Linked DNA regions of Oryctolagus cuniculus: region 2 is linked to region 1. A link is a contact called in public Micro-C data. All regions are on one chromosome and are shown on one strand. Each heading gives the region's core, a stretch centred on a gene start, on an enhancer-like site or on the middle of the called end of the contact. The rest is flanking DNA. Distances are from core to core; before and after follow the strand shown. Region 1 holds the start of SMC3 (structural maintenance of chromosomes 3). Region 2 holds the start of SMNDC1 (survival motor neuron domain containing 1).

Region 1 (7,051 bases), core at 1,358-3,857:
TGAGAGGGAGAGACAGAAAGAGGTACCTCCCATCTGCTGGTACACACTCCCCAGATGGCTGGTTGCAAAGGCTAGAGGTGAGTCAGGCAGAAGCCAAGAGCCAGGAGCTTCATCCACATCTCCCATATGGGTGGCAGGGACCCAAACACTTGGGGCCATCTTCCACCCCTCTTCCTAGGCCATTAGCAGAGAGCTGTGTCAGAAGTGGAGCAGCCAGAACACTAACCAGGACCCGTATGTGACACATGCAACATATGTATTGTCAGTGGCTTAACTCACTGCAACACAATGCCAGGACCAAATAAATAAATTAAAAAAAAAAAAAAGGTCATTCTTCTTTACTGATTTTATACAGGAATCTCACTGTCCTGCGGACTCACTGTGTCCCCCTGAGGTTCACATGCTCTCATCCTAAACTCCAAGAAGTCATGGGCAGCCTTTGGGACTACCAGGGTTAGAAGAGATCCTGAGGATGGAACTTGTGAGCACAGAGCAAAATGGCAGTTTTCTGGAAGACAAGCAGGGAGCCCTCTCCTAAACCCAACCGTGCTGGCATCCTGATCACTGACTTCTAGCATCCGGAACTGTAAGAAAATAAAACTGTTGTTTAAGCCACAGTCTGGCATGTTCTATCTGCCCTGACAAATTAATAAGCCCTGCAATGAGGACTCTGTATAGCAGAACTATGTCAACAGCACAGAAAGGCTTTCTGGTGTCTAGAAGCACTTGGTTTCATCTCTTCTTTAAAACAGCAGAATGCCAGAAAACATTTTGTGTCCTGTATGAACCAGTGAATGGATGGAAGATCTCTCTTTTTGTGTCTCTCCCTCTCTCTAGGTTCTTTCAAATAAATAAATCTTTAAAAAAAAAAATCTGAGAACAACCTTTGTAAACAAAGAATGCTCATCTTTGAAGTAACACACTAGCGAACACTGTAACTAGGATATGACAAGTCAAGGACAGAATAGCTAAATTTAGTGTCAGTCACTAAAAACTTATAAGCTATTAAAATTTGTTGATACATACAAATGAGTAAGTTTTATAATTGAGTTATCCAAACATTTTGTTTAAAGCAAGCAATTCATCAGTGCAGGTTAAAGACACGCAAATTATTTCACAGAGGGAAAAAAACGTTCATATTCAAAGACAATTCCTGTCCCTTTAAGCCTATAGGTACAGATGGACAGAGGCTCTACATTGTTATAGATCAATCTGACCCAGTAAGCCGCAAACACTTACCAATAACATTATGTTTTGAGCTGAAGGGATCTACAATCGTTTGATCTCTGTAACTTCGAAAACCCTGGATAATCACCTAATAAATAAGAGACATTTTGAGAACCCTCCTAAAAAGAAATACTGCGACATCAACATTTTTCTTTTGCATGTCTTTCATCCCAATGCACGTTCGAAAACTTCCAGTTTCACATAAGCAAAACTCACGCTGGAAAATGGTGATTAAAAACCTGTTAAAAGCAGCCCTTTGTCCAGGAACTGCTGCCGGTGCAGAGTTGTTTTCTGAGCTACAGCCGATAAGCTGCAGAGCTCCCACGCCGTCCGAAGGTCTAGCGACCCCCAGCAGGGAGACGGGTCCCGCCTCCTGGACCCTCCCAAGGACCCGCACCCGCCCGCACGAAGGTACCCACCCCGCAGAGGAGGGTACCTCGCGCACCCAACAGACCGCTGCCCCCAAGCCGCGCGGGAAGACCATTTGACAGAAGTAAACAACTGGCTGTGGGCGCGTTACGCTCCCTGCACCAAGACCGTCCCCTCTCCCTCGCGGGGCATCCGGGGAGCCGAAGGGCCTCCCCCGGGGTACAGCGGACACCTCCGCCAGTGCCAGCGACGCTCCCGGGCCGGGCCTTTCCACACCTGCCACGCAAGTGGTCCGTGGACGACACAACCTTCCCGCCAGCGGCCGCCCCCGGCGCGGGCCCGCCCGGTGAAGGCCCGGTCCCTCCGGCCCGCCCCTCCGGCCCCTCGGCCCCTCTCAGGGGTCCTGCCCGCTGCAGAAGAGCGCACTCGGATCCGAACGCCCCTGCTCTCCGCAGCCCGCGCAGCCCCGCCGCTCGCGCAGCTGGGGTCCCTCCCCTCCCCCGCAAGCCCTAGGTCCAGCCTGCGGCTGGCTCCGCGACACCCCCGCCTCAAGCAGGGGTCCTCACAGGCCTGGGAGGGCTGGAAGGGACGCATAGGCCTCACCTGTTTTATGTACATGGTTCCGCGCCCCAAGCCGGGGAAAAGACCTCTCCCCTGGACTGCAACAGAGGGGCGGCAGTGTCAGGTGAGGCGTCTACGCGACCCCTCCCCCAAGGCGCCGCTCGCTCCCCTCCAGCCAAACAAAATGGCGGCTCCCGGGGAGGCGGAGTCCGCCCCTCAGACGGAACCACACTCGCAGCCCCAACTGAGTGTAGGGGGCGACAGGTTCAAGTTAGCTCTCTCTTTGTGGGAAAAAGCAGCATTCTACAGCGTTCTCGGCTCGGTTTCACTTGATTCTGAGAAGCTGTGGCTGGCCCTTTCCGGAGACTTAGTCGGAAACTTCCATCGGAGAAAACGGGACCGTGAGATTGGGCCGCGCTCCCTCTAAGCGCGGAGCCAATGGGCGCGCCCACAAGAGGGAAAAGGTTCGGCGCCAAAGCCGAGAGGGAGATGCCGAGGACCAATAGCGGAGCGGCCGGCGGCCACGTGGTCTGGGGCTGGTTTTAAAAAAGCGGACCCCGCGCGTCTGCGCGCGTCCCCGGATCGCTGGTGACGACTGGAATTCCGCGTGCAGCCTGCTGCTCCATTATTGTGTCTCGCGCCGTAGGAACTTGACATGCTTGGAACGCCCCCTCCTGGTTGCGAGCGGTCTTCGCGCAGGACCGCTCCCCAGGAACTTGGAGATGCTGGAAAGCCGGTTTCAGTAACCGGGTAGTGAATACCCGGGAGCTGCTACCGCGTGCCGAGGCAGCCCTGTGCGGTTGCAGCCGGGATTTAGATGAGGTTAAACACGGCTTTGTTTGTTTTAAACAGCCTGAGAGAGCTTACGTACTTGTGGCAAACCTAGGGGTATCTGATCCCTGTTGGCCCTAGGAGAAAAGGCATTATTTGTTTGGATCTCCGTAGCCAGGAAGTTACCTGCAGGGAGGAGAAAATCGCTACCCATCCTAACGCCCATCCGGGGGGCAGATGCTTCTCTGTTCCCAGGTTGAACGATTTTTAATAGCCTGTTGGCGCTCTCTTAACCAGTCCTCCCTTGGCGGCCTTTATCTGCAGCCTCCTTTATCTAAAGCCTGGATCAAGTCCTTGGCAGCCCTTGGCTTAAAAATTATGTAATAAAATAATAAAATAACGTCTTCGAACATTTCACTTGGGTATTGGCATCTCTGTCCTGTCAATTTGAGATTCTGGGTGTATCATTAATTTCAAAGTTTTAAGCCTCCAATGCCTTGTCAATGAAGTATGGATGATAAAACCACTTCATATTTAGAATTAAAAACACGAGAGCTTTGGGCAAAGGTTAAGACTCCCCTCCCCACCCCCATAGGAATTCTTGGTTTGAGTTCCAGCTCCTCCCATCCAGCTCCCTGCTGATAAACATGTGGAACAATAGGTGATGGCCCAAGTGCTTGGGTCCTTGCCACCCAAGTGAGAGACCTGGATTGAGTTCTGGGCTCCTGGCTACAGCCTGGGCCAGTCCAGGCCCCATCTGGGGAGTGAACCAGGGGACAGAAGATATTTCTCAGCCTTTTAAATAAAATGAAAAATAAAGAATGAAACTTTTAAATATACATTTTAAAAAATGAGCAGGAGCCAGCGCTTTAGCATAGCGGGTAAAGCTGCCGCCTGCAGTGTCAGCATACCATTTGGGCGCTGGTTCAAGTCCCGGCTCCTCCACTTCCAATCCAGCTCTGCTATGGCCTGGGAAAGCAGTAGAGGATGGCCCAAGTACTTGGGCCCCTGCACCTGCCTCGAAGACCTGGAGGAAGCTCCTGGCTTCTGATCAGCACAGCTCTGGCCGTTGTGGCCATCTGGGGGAGTGAACCAGCAGATAGAAGACATTCTCTCTCTCTCTCTCTCTCTCTCTCTCTCTCTCTCTGCCTCTAACTCTGCTTTTCAAATAAATAAATAAATCTTTTAAAATGACAATCTACTTTTTCAAAACACAAGAGCTGAAACAAGTGTGTGGCAGAAAGATATCAGAAAATTGACTGCTTCAAAGAGAGGTAAGGGAATTCCCTAGGGGGTGATGATACTATTCTATATCTTTATAGAAGTTTGGGATCCTAGGTTTATGCATTTATCAAAATCCAGTGAGTGTTGACTCAAGAGCTTTGCACTTCATTGTATGGGAATTTTACATAAAAGAAAGAATAAACATGAAATTTTAGTTTAATGATATGAATGGTGACGTATTTAGAGAGACTTACACAGTATTGATGTCTGAAACTTGGAAATGTGCTCCAAAATTAGATGGATTAATGGATGGATAGTCAAATGGACAGATGAGATAAAGCAAGTATACTAAAACAATAATGGGAAAATTGTGTATTAAGTATACAGAATTAACCAAAAAAAAAACCCTTTTAACTCTTGTGTTTTGAAAATTTTTAGAACATGTTAGGAGATAAAAGTCTTACAAGATCCTCAACACTCCAGGCCATTGTACCTCTCTGACCTCAACCCCTGCAAGCCACGTTTAAGAACCCCAGGGATCCCCTGCCTGGGGTGGGATGGAGGGTGGGCGGGGTTGCACTTGCCCTTCATAATGCCTGCAAGTCTGTCCCCTCCTATGTCATTAGACTTTATCTCCCACCTTCTGCAGAAGGAAGACTCTAAACTGGCCCCTCAGACTTCTCTCCTGCAGTAGAACCCTGTATGAGGTCTTCCCTACAGGTGTGCATGGGACCTGAGAAGATGATGGGCACCACTCCTGTAACTATTCACAGTATGTGGCAAAAGTGGAGGGATTTTGCAGATGTAATGCAGATCCCTAATTGGTTGACTTTGAGTTAATGAAAAAGGTGAGGCCCAGCGCTGTGTGTAGCAGGTAAAGCTGCAGCTTGCAGTGCCAGCACCCTATATGGGTGCCAGTTTGAGATCTGGCTGCTCCACTTCCAATCCAGTTCCCTGCTAATGGCCTGGGAAGGCAGTGGAAGATGGCCCAAGTTCTTGGGCCCCTGCACTCGCATGGGAGACCTGGAAGATGCTCCTGGCTCCTGTCTTTGGATCAGCTCAGCTCCAGCCATTGCAACCATTTGGGGAGTGAACCAGCATATGGAAGACCTCTCTGCCTCTTCCTCTCTGTAATAAGTAAATAAGTAATAATTTTTAAAAATCAGATTAAAAAACAAAAAAAGGAGGTACTCTCCAGGGAACCTAACCTAATCAGATGATTCCGCAGATAGCCATTTGGTGGGGAATGACAGGTGGCTTCTAGGGGGGCCAAGGAGCAACTACAAGGAGTTGAATCTGCCCAAACTCACAAGCTTGGACGAGGCCCCCTGAGACTCAGATGAAATTGCAGCCTGGCCAACACCTTGTTTTCAGTCTGACAGTACCCAAGCAGAGGAGCTACTTCCTGTGCCCAGACTTCCAACTGTATTTCAAAAAATTCTGAGGTCGTAGAGTTTTTCTCACTACCATTCTTGCTGCAACTGGAGGTAGTTTACAGTGTCTGGAGCAATAGACTCCAAGGACAATGAGGTGAGATTCAGGAACAAGGATCAAGTGCATGAGGGGTATGACCTTGGATGTTATAGCTTCTCACTGGCTTCCTTATCTCCCGTCTACTGCTCCACCTCTCTGCTAGTTTAGTTCACAAAGTGCATTGGTCATGCCCTTGGGTGTTGTCTGGTTATGCTCTGGTGGACATAGGTAAGCACATTTTGCATTTTATCATCAGACTTGGAGACCTGGTTATCAAAGAGACCTGTGTCTCTTAAAATGGAACCAGTCTTGCTATGCATGGTGTCCCTGTCTATTTTCATCTTTAAGCTACACAGACTTTTCACGGTGCCACTCAATCCTTGGTCAGGAAGTAGATGCCTCCCTATTGCTGAGTTCCTATTCAATGCTTATGGTCCCCGAGATATGGAGCTGTCACTCAGAGGAGTTCCCCAATGAGACTTTTCTCTTAGTGACTTCTCAGACTTCAAATCCCAATTATCTAAGAGAAATCCTGGGAAATTGCCATCCAGCAAGATGAATGCATAGCGTTTGTAGGAAGATGAGGCTTGGAGAAGACAAAATATTTCACAGATACATACAAGACGCTGCAAAACTTCTTGAAGGGCCTCAGGGAAAAAAGTGGAAGAGACCTGTAATGATTCCCAACAGCTAAAGACCAAACCCTCAAAAAAAAAAAAAAAAAAAAAAAAAAAAAAAAAGACCAAACCCTCTGCCTCCTGGGGAATCAAGATCTTCATCTTCTAATCGGATAACACTAAGAAGACTGTCGTCATTGGAAAAATCCAGTCATTCAAAATTGATTTTTAAAATGTCAAAAAAAAAAATCTTGAATGCCTTTGTTTTACTTCTCTATTTAACATTTATGCTTCCATAAATTTCAAATTTTCAGTTCTCACATGAGTATATGTTGACATTTTGTTTAACTTGTTAATGAAGGAAATCAGTAAGATGACAACTCTGGTTTAAAAGAATGTAAGAAACCAAAATGTATATGGTTATTGAAAAAAGACTGAAATATTATTCCTAACTTAGACACAAAACTGGTAAATATTCTACAGAGTGATAAACTGTGACCTTTAAGTTTATCTTTTCTATCAGTTAAAAGAAATTCATTATATTTCATGAGGCTTTTTTTTTCTAGGTTTTTTTTTTTTTTTTTTTTTTTTTTGACAGGCAGAGTAAACAGTGAGAGAGAGACAGAGAGAAAAGTCTTCCTTTTTTTCCATTGGTTCACCCTGCAATGGCCGCTGCGGCCTGTACACCGCGCTGATCCGAAGCCAGGAGCCAGGTGCTTCCTCCTGGTCTCCCATGGGGTGCAGGGCCCAAGCACTTGGGCCATCCTCCACTGCACTCCCAGGCCACAGCAGAGAGCTGGACTGGAAGA
Region 2 (7,051 bases), core at 2,998-5,497, 210 kb after region 1:
GTAAGGCAAGTACAATCAAAGCTAAAGAAGGCAGTCTCCTAGTTGACCACCGTGCCCCTCAGTGGGCTGGCACATTGCCAAAGGCAGAAGCTCTGTCTTTCCTTAGTGGTTCCTTAGTTTCCTACAGTAGGGATAGGAAATAGCTGTATATTCTGATGACAATTTGGAGTCTAAACCTTTTATTTGATTTACTGGGGTTCAACAAAATAAATGCCAGGTTTAAAGAAGTAGAAATTTTAGATACTGCTCTTTTGAAGCATAACCCATGAAGTCTGAATGTGAATGTTTTAAGAAAATTAAGACATCGAAGGTGGATTTTGAGACTTCAAGTGAGGTGCTAAGTGCTATTTGAAGTAACACTCCTACTCAAAGCCTATTCTTGATCCATGTTGTCTTTAATACCACAAAGAATCATCATGAAAATGAAATGAATACCTATAAAGTGCTTAGAATGGTATCTGCTATGTACAACTGTTTTCATTTCTTTCTAGGAATTAAAATGCAATGTAATTTTTTTTTTTTTTTAAGATTCAGTTATTTATTTGAATTGAAGTTCTTGATTTTATATCCAAAGAGCTAGCATGACTTTCCATAGGGCTGACATCTTGGAGAATCCATTCAAGGAGCATGACTTAGTCCAGCTTAATGAAGCTGATATCTTTCGTGTACTGATGGAAACACTAGGGGCACATGTTGAGACCGGATTTCCAGATCAGACTGTACTGGTTAGAGCAGACGTGGCAAAAGGGGGAAACCTGGCTGAATTTTCACGGTTGGCTCCAGTAGAGCTGCTAGTGACCTATCTTGCTTTCAGGAGTGCAATGAGGCAAAAGGTTATTTGAAAGTCAGAGCGACAGAGGGGGAGGACAGAGAGACTATCCACCTTATTGATTCACTCAATAGCCCACAACAGCAAGGTTTAGGCCAAGCCAAAGCTAGGAGCCAGGAACTCCCATGTGGGTGGGTGGGGAACCCAAGTAGTTGGGCCATCATCCACCTCCTTTCATGTACATTAACAGGAAGCTAGATCAGATGCCTAGATGGGGAGATTAAAAGCAAGCCTAGGGGCCGGCACTGTGGCGCAGCGGGTTAACACCCTGGCCTGAAGTGCTGGCATCCCATATGGGTGCTGGTTCATAGACGCGGCTGCTCCACTTCCCATCCAGCTCTCTGCTATGGCCTGGAAGAGCAATGGAGGATGGCCCAAGTCCCTGGGCTCCTGCACCCACGTGGAGGACCTGAGGGAAGCTCCTGGCTCCTGGCTTCAATTCGGTGCAGCTCCAGCTGTTGTCAACTGGGGAGTGAACCATCAGATGAAAGACCTCTCTCTCTCTGCCTCTCCTCTCTCTGTGTAACTCTGACTTTCAAATAAATAAATAAATCTTAAAAAAAAAAAAAAAAAGCAAGCCTAGAAACAAAACTATCAAGATGGTATAGTAATCTATACTGGAACTTATAAGAGATATTTCCCTATTTTCTGGTCTAAGGGGTTCAGGAATAGAACTATAAAGTTTACTTTATACTCAAGTAGGATCCCTGACATCAGTTCTTATACACAACTAGAAGAGCAGTTGTCAAAAACTACATTTTATCTTATGCAAATAAGGGAAAGTACATCCCTTCCAGTTTGTCTCCCCTTTTTAATTCTAGCTTCACAATGCTGCCCTCTGCAGCCTGGTCAGCTCTTGCTTGTTGACTGCCATCCCAACCACACTTGCAAATCTGACCCTAGCCTCTATTGGTTATGTACAGCACTGTGAGGACTTTGCGTGTGTGTGTGTGTGGAGAATAGAAGTCGCCTTCAAAAGTAGGCAGAAGAAACTAAAGCAAGATGCCCCTAGTTCCAGAGAATCCACCCAAGAGGAGGACTTTCCTATGGGCTAGCAGAAGCTCCCAAATGCCAGGAAAGATTCCTTCCTGGCATCCACACAGACTGTCTCTCAGGCCTTTATGCTTTTCTAAAATATTGAAATAAAATTATACTTATGGTTAGAAAAAAAGGGCAAACAGTAAAAACGGTAACAAGTGAAAACATTTGGCTTCCATTCTAAACCCCTAGACAGGTTTGTGTACCCATGTAGAACTCATGTAACTGCATTATTAAAAACACACACTTGAAGGCTAGCAATCGTGGTACTGCGGGTTAAGCCACAGCCTGTGTTGCCAGCACCTCGTATGAGCAGCATCCCGTATGAGCCTCAGTTCAAGTCCAGGCTGCTCCGCTGTAGATTTAGCTCCTTGCTAACGGCCTGGGAAAAGCAGCAGCAGATGGTCTACCTCAGTTCAAGTCCAGGCTGCTCCGCTGTAGATTTAGCTCCTTGCTAACAGCCAGGGAAAAGCAGCAGCAGATGGTCTACCTCAGTTCAAGTCCAGGCTGCTCCGCTGTAGATTTAGCTCCTTGCTAACAGCCAGGGAAAAGCAGCAGCAGATGGTCTAAGTGCTTGGGCCCCTGCCACCCACGTGGGAACCCTGGATGGAGGTCCTGGCCCCAGCCTTTGTAGCCATTTGCGGAGTGAACCAGCAGATGGGAGATCTTTCTCTCTGCAACACTGCCTTTTGAAAAATATTTATTTATTCATTTATTTGAAAGAGTTAGGAGAGAGGAGAGAGGAGAGAAGAGAGGGAGGTCTTCCATCCACTGGTTCACTCCCCAGTTGGCCGCAACTGCGCCAATCCGAAGCCAGGAGCCAGAAGCTTCTTCAGGGTTTTCCAAGCGGGTGCAGGGGTCAAGGTCTTGGGCCATCTCCCACTGCTTTCCCAGGCCAGAGCAGAGAGCTGGATTGGAAGTGGAGCAGCCGGGTCTTGAACCAGCACCCATAAGGGATGCCGGCACTGCAGGCGGTAGCTTTACCGGCTACACCACAGCACCAGCCCCCAAATAAATAAATCTTAACACATACACACACCCATTTCTTTTGTTATTTATTTGAAAGGTAGAGTTACAGTGAAGGGAGAAAGACGGAGATCCTTCATTCTTTGGTTCACTCCCCAGATGGCCACAACAGCCAAAGCTGAGTCAGGTTCCTGGAACTCCATCCAGGTCTCCCTTGTGGGTCCAGGGGTCCAAGCACTTGGGCCATTTTCTGCTACTTTCCCAGACCCATTAGCAGGGAGCTGGATTGGAAGTAGAGCAGCCAGAACTCAACGTGGAGCCCAAATGGGATGTTGGCACTGCAGGCAGAGGCTTAACCAGGGGGCCACAAGCCAGCACCTATGAGTTTCTTTTTTAAGCATAAATGCAGTTTCTCCCCATTCCCCTCTCTTTTCCTCTTCTTCCTTCATCTTTCTCTTGCCCTCTTTCTTTGCCCCTCTTCTCTCCCCTCCCCACTTCCCCTAAAAATAAAAAGAAATGTTCCTATCACTCTACTTATCATCTGTGATTACAACTTGAGACTGTTCCCGAGGGGAGATTAAACTAATTATTTAAAGCCAAAAGGGCGGCTGGCGCTGTGGCGTAGCGGGTAAAGCGCCCCCTGCAGTGCCAGCATCCCGTGTGGGGGCGGGCCTGAGTCCCGGCTGCTCCACCTCTGATGCAGCTATGGCCGGGAAACGCAGTCCAGTGTGGGAGACCTGGAGGAAGCTCCTGGATTCTGGTTTCCGAGTGGGCCAGCTCTGGCCGCTGTGGCCATCTGGAGTGAACCAGCGGATGGATCGATCTTCTTTGCCTCTTCCTCTCTGTAACTCTGCCTTTCAAATATAAATAAATCTCAAAAAAAGAAAAACAAATAGGGCTACGAAATAAACCAACCTCTTCTCTCATAGGTTCCGCCACAATTTAAACAGCTTTCAGTTGCCACTGAGACGTTTTTCGCTTTTGTATTGTACACAGCGGTGGTTTCAACTTGAGTGGACGCTGGGTCACCTAACGGGCTTGTTAACACAGACTGCTGCACCCACCCACAGCTTCTAGCCTCCGGCCACCCGGGGCGGCGAATCTGCGTTTCTAACGCCAAGAGGAGTAGATGAGGCGAGTTCGGGACCCGCGCTTTGAGAGCCAATTAGCAGCGTAAAGGCTGCAGCGTACCTCCCACCACCACGGGCCCAGGAGACACACGAGATTACTATTCCGGGAACCTCAGTAAAAACCTCACAACAGCGCCAACCGCGCCCCACACCAAATACTCTACGCTTCAGCCGGAACTTAGGTAAGACTAACGTATATTCTGCGCCGGGCGCACCTCAGTTACGCCACTTCCGTTGCATTTGGCTCCGCCTACCAGGCGACGCTAACGCGAATAAAGCGGACCGCTTAGAGGGCGCGAGGAGTCACGTGGGTAGAGGAACCTCTCGCGAGGGTTTCTAAGTCTCGCGAGACTTCATTTGCCTCTCTGTCTTTTCCTCTTTCCAGCTCCCGGCTTTCCTCCCCTCCCCCTCTCTGCGGACTGAGTTCTTCCTTTTCACACCGAGTGGCCTTGTTGTCGTCGCGGAGATATTTCCTACTGCTGCTGCTCCTGTCGCCGTCGCCGCCATCACTGGGCTCATTTGCCCCCTTCCCTTCCCGCCGCCCCGTCCCCACCCCACACAAGGTAACAAACCCCGTTCGGGAGGGTTAGGCCGCGCCGGGCCTCGGCCTCTCCCGAGTGGAAGCGGAGGCCCGAGGCCGAGGAGCTGGCTTCGCCGCGGAGGTCTGGGCGCCGGCGAGCGTGTTCAGAGCCACTGCCTCCGACGCCGAGTGGAGCCTCGAGCCGCCCCGGCCGGCGTGGGGCCTGGGTGCGACTGGGACGCCGACGGCGCCCAGAGCCTCTGGCGGTTTCCTTGGCGGCTGATTTGTTGTTGGAATTTTGAGAGGTGACACGATCGGCCGAGCTTGGGGGGGTTTCGGGGTGCTGGCTCCTGGGGGGAGAGCCGCCTGGCTTGCTTCAACAAGCCTGTGGGGTCTTTCCGGGTCCCGGGCTTGCTTGGACGGGAGTTTTGAGAAAGTGCAGGGCTCTTGGACACCCTGAATGTTTGCTTAGAAATCTTCGAGGAAAGGTGAGTTCGCGTCTTTCGGGGGAGAACGAGCTGTGTTTGGCGGAAGGCGCGTTCCTTACAGTACGTAAATAAACCGTGTTTGAGCTGTTTTCTGTTACTGAAGAAGTGCATAGACACGTACTTAAGTGGGTGAAAGAGTTCGGGGAAAGAATTTGGTAAGGCGCTCTGTGGAATAGTTCGCGGAGAGGGAGTGAGTTGTGTAACTCAGAACCCTTTTCACGTGGCCTTGGAAGCATTCTTTCATGCCCAGAAACTTTTTTCTGACAGTTTATGGATTTTTCCCACAGATTCATGCGTTTTAAAGGTGTAACAACCTTACCATTGAACCCAGAAGAGTGCCTTTCAGAGTTTAAAGAAAATTGGAATGTCCCTTTCCCTCTTTATTGCTTTTTCTGCTTTTTTTTTTTTTATATGGAATTCATCTCCCACGGTTGTAGTTTTCAGAATCTATCGCCTTGATCCTTGTACTTTAGGTTGTTTCGACCAAGACTACGTAATGGTGGTAAATGAAGGTGCAGCATTAATAAGGAGTTAGAAGCAAAACTGGTTAATTCAGGGAGGTAGAGAAATTCTTCCTTATGGTTGGAGTTTTGGTTTAATTTTTATAGTGTGACCCTTTTATATTTCCCCTCAGATGTCCGAGGATCTAGCAAAGCAGCTGGCAAGCTACAAAGCTCAACTCCAGCAAGTGGAAGCTGCATTGTCTGGAAATGGAGAAAATGAAGATTTGCTAAAACTGAAGAAAGATTTACAAGTAAGTATGGGTGGCCAGTTGTAGTTAGCATTGCTTGAAAAGCATATTTCTGTGTTTTTCACGTGATTCGTTGCTTAGAAACCATAGGTAACGCGACATACCCTTCAGAGGGGGATACCCACACGTATATGTGCACGGACACCATGACTTCTAGGAATAGGGTTACTTTCTCAGTTTATAGGCATCAAACTAGTGGAGTGTTCTTTGTTATATAAATCTTGTGCTCCTTTAATTTTTAAAAATAAGAGTTGATTTTGAAAATATCTTTCAAACTTTTCAGAGAAGTACATACAAGAGTATTTCAGAAAGTTCATAGAAAATGGAATTAAAAGATGCTTACTTTGGTGCAAAAATGTTTTAAATACATGCATAATTTTTCCTAATAGCATTTTTATGAGCTTCTTAAATACCTCTTCTATAACTTTACAAGGGAAGAGCTTTTATTTTTCATACCTGCTAACGACATAGTTCAAAAGGTAACTAATATTAAAGAATAAAATCATAAGAGTCTCTGTAATGACACAAGATTATTTGAAAATGAAATGTATGCTTTTTTTTTTTCAAGGCGATGTACACCTTTATTTACATATTAAAATGCCTGAGACCAGTGTTCTCTGTGTAGTTGTTGATAACTTGTTGAAGCTGATGTGGAAGGCGATCTTTATTTGTTGCAGGACAGTTCAGTAGATTTATACTGGCACTAGGATCTCAAGACAGACACAAAACCATGATTGCATCTGATTCTCCATATAATAAGTTAAGAAAAATATCATAGATAATCTGTCAATACTGTACTGTACAACTATTGTGTTTTACAGCCTTCCTTAAAATTCTAAACCTGAGTTTTAAAAAGTTCCAAGGGTGTTGTAATTAGATAACTCACTTTACTGATTCAGTACAAAACTTGAATCTGTATTCTATCTAAAGAATCCTTTTCCTCTCTTTATCAACCCATTGTCTATTAAAGGTATTAATATTTTAGGAATATTAGGACTGGAAACAAATTAAACTTATCTGAAAAGGGGTCCAGATTTGGGATTCTGAAATAGCTTATCTGAGCATAATTAAGGTGAGTTGAATATTTTCAAGTTCAAATTCTAGATTTGGGATGAAGTTGGAATCATGTTATTTTTAAAAACAGAAAATACCGGGATAATTTTAACATGAGCAGGACCCTCTTCAGAATATTAAAGCTAGGTCTGTGAATATCATGGTGCCAGGCAATAAGAAAAAGATTTTTTTGAGGAACAATTTCTTCTATTCCAGGTCCTTCAGAAATGATACCCCAGTGGTTTGTTTTCTCCCTATCCATTCATTTAATATGCC

Evidence for each region. A called contact is a pair of places that touch in the nucleus more often than the background predicts.
Region 2: a contact with region 1 is called in a Micro-C map of ear pinna, with 4 times the contacts expected there. The contact joins the promoter of SMNDC1 here to the promoter of SMC3 in region 1. A contact is called at or near these places in 5 of 6 Hi-C or Micro-C datasets (ear pinna, embryonic fibroblasts, psoas muscle and 2 more).

What each region holds. Positions count from the first base shown.
Region 1 is chr15:19,725,819-19,732,869 of mOryCun1.1, forward strand. It overlaps SMC3 (structural maintenance of chromosomes 3), which reads right to left and starts at 2,608. Exons shown (of 29, transcript XM_002718739.5): 1 at 2,200-2,608; 2 at 1,240-1,315. The coding sequence starts at 2,214.
Region 2 is chr15:19,935,400-19,942,450 of mOryCun1.1, forward strand. SMNDC1 (survival motor neuron domain containing 1) reads left to right here and starts at 4,248. Exons shown (of 7, transcript XR_007910936.2): 1 at 4,248-4,526; 2 at 5,606-5,725. LOC138845308 (a long non-coding RNA gene) reads right to left here and starts at 4,254. Exons shown (of 2, transcript XR_011382284.1): 1 at 3,749-4,254. It also overlaps the pseudogene LOC108178451.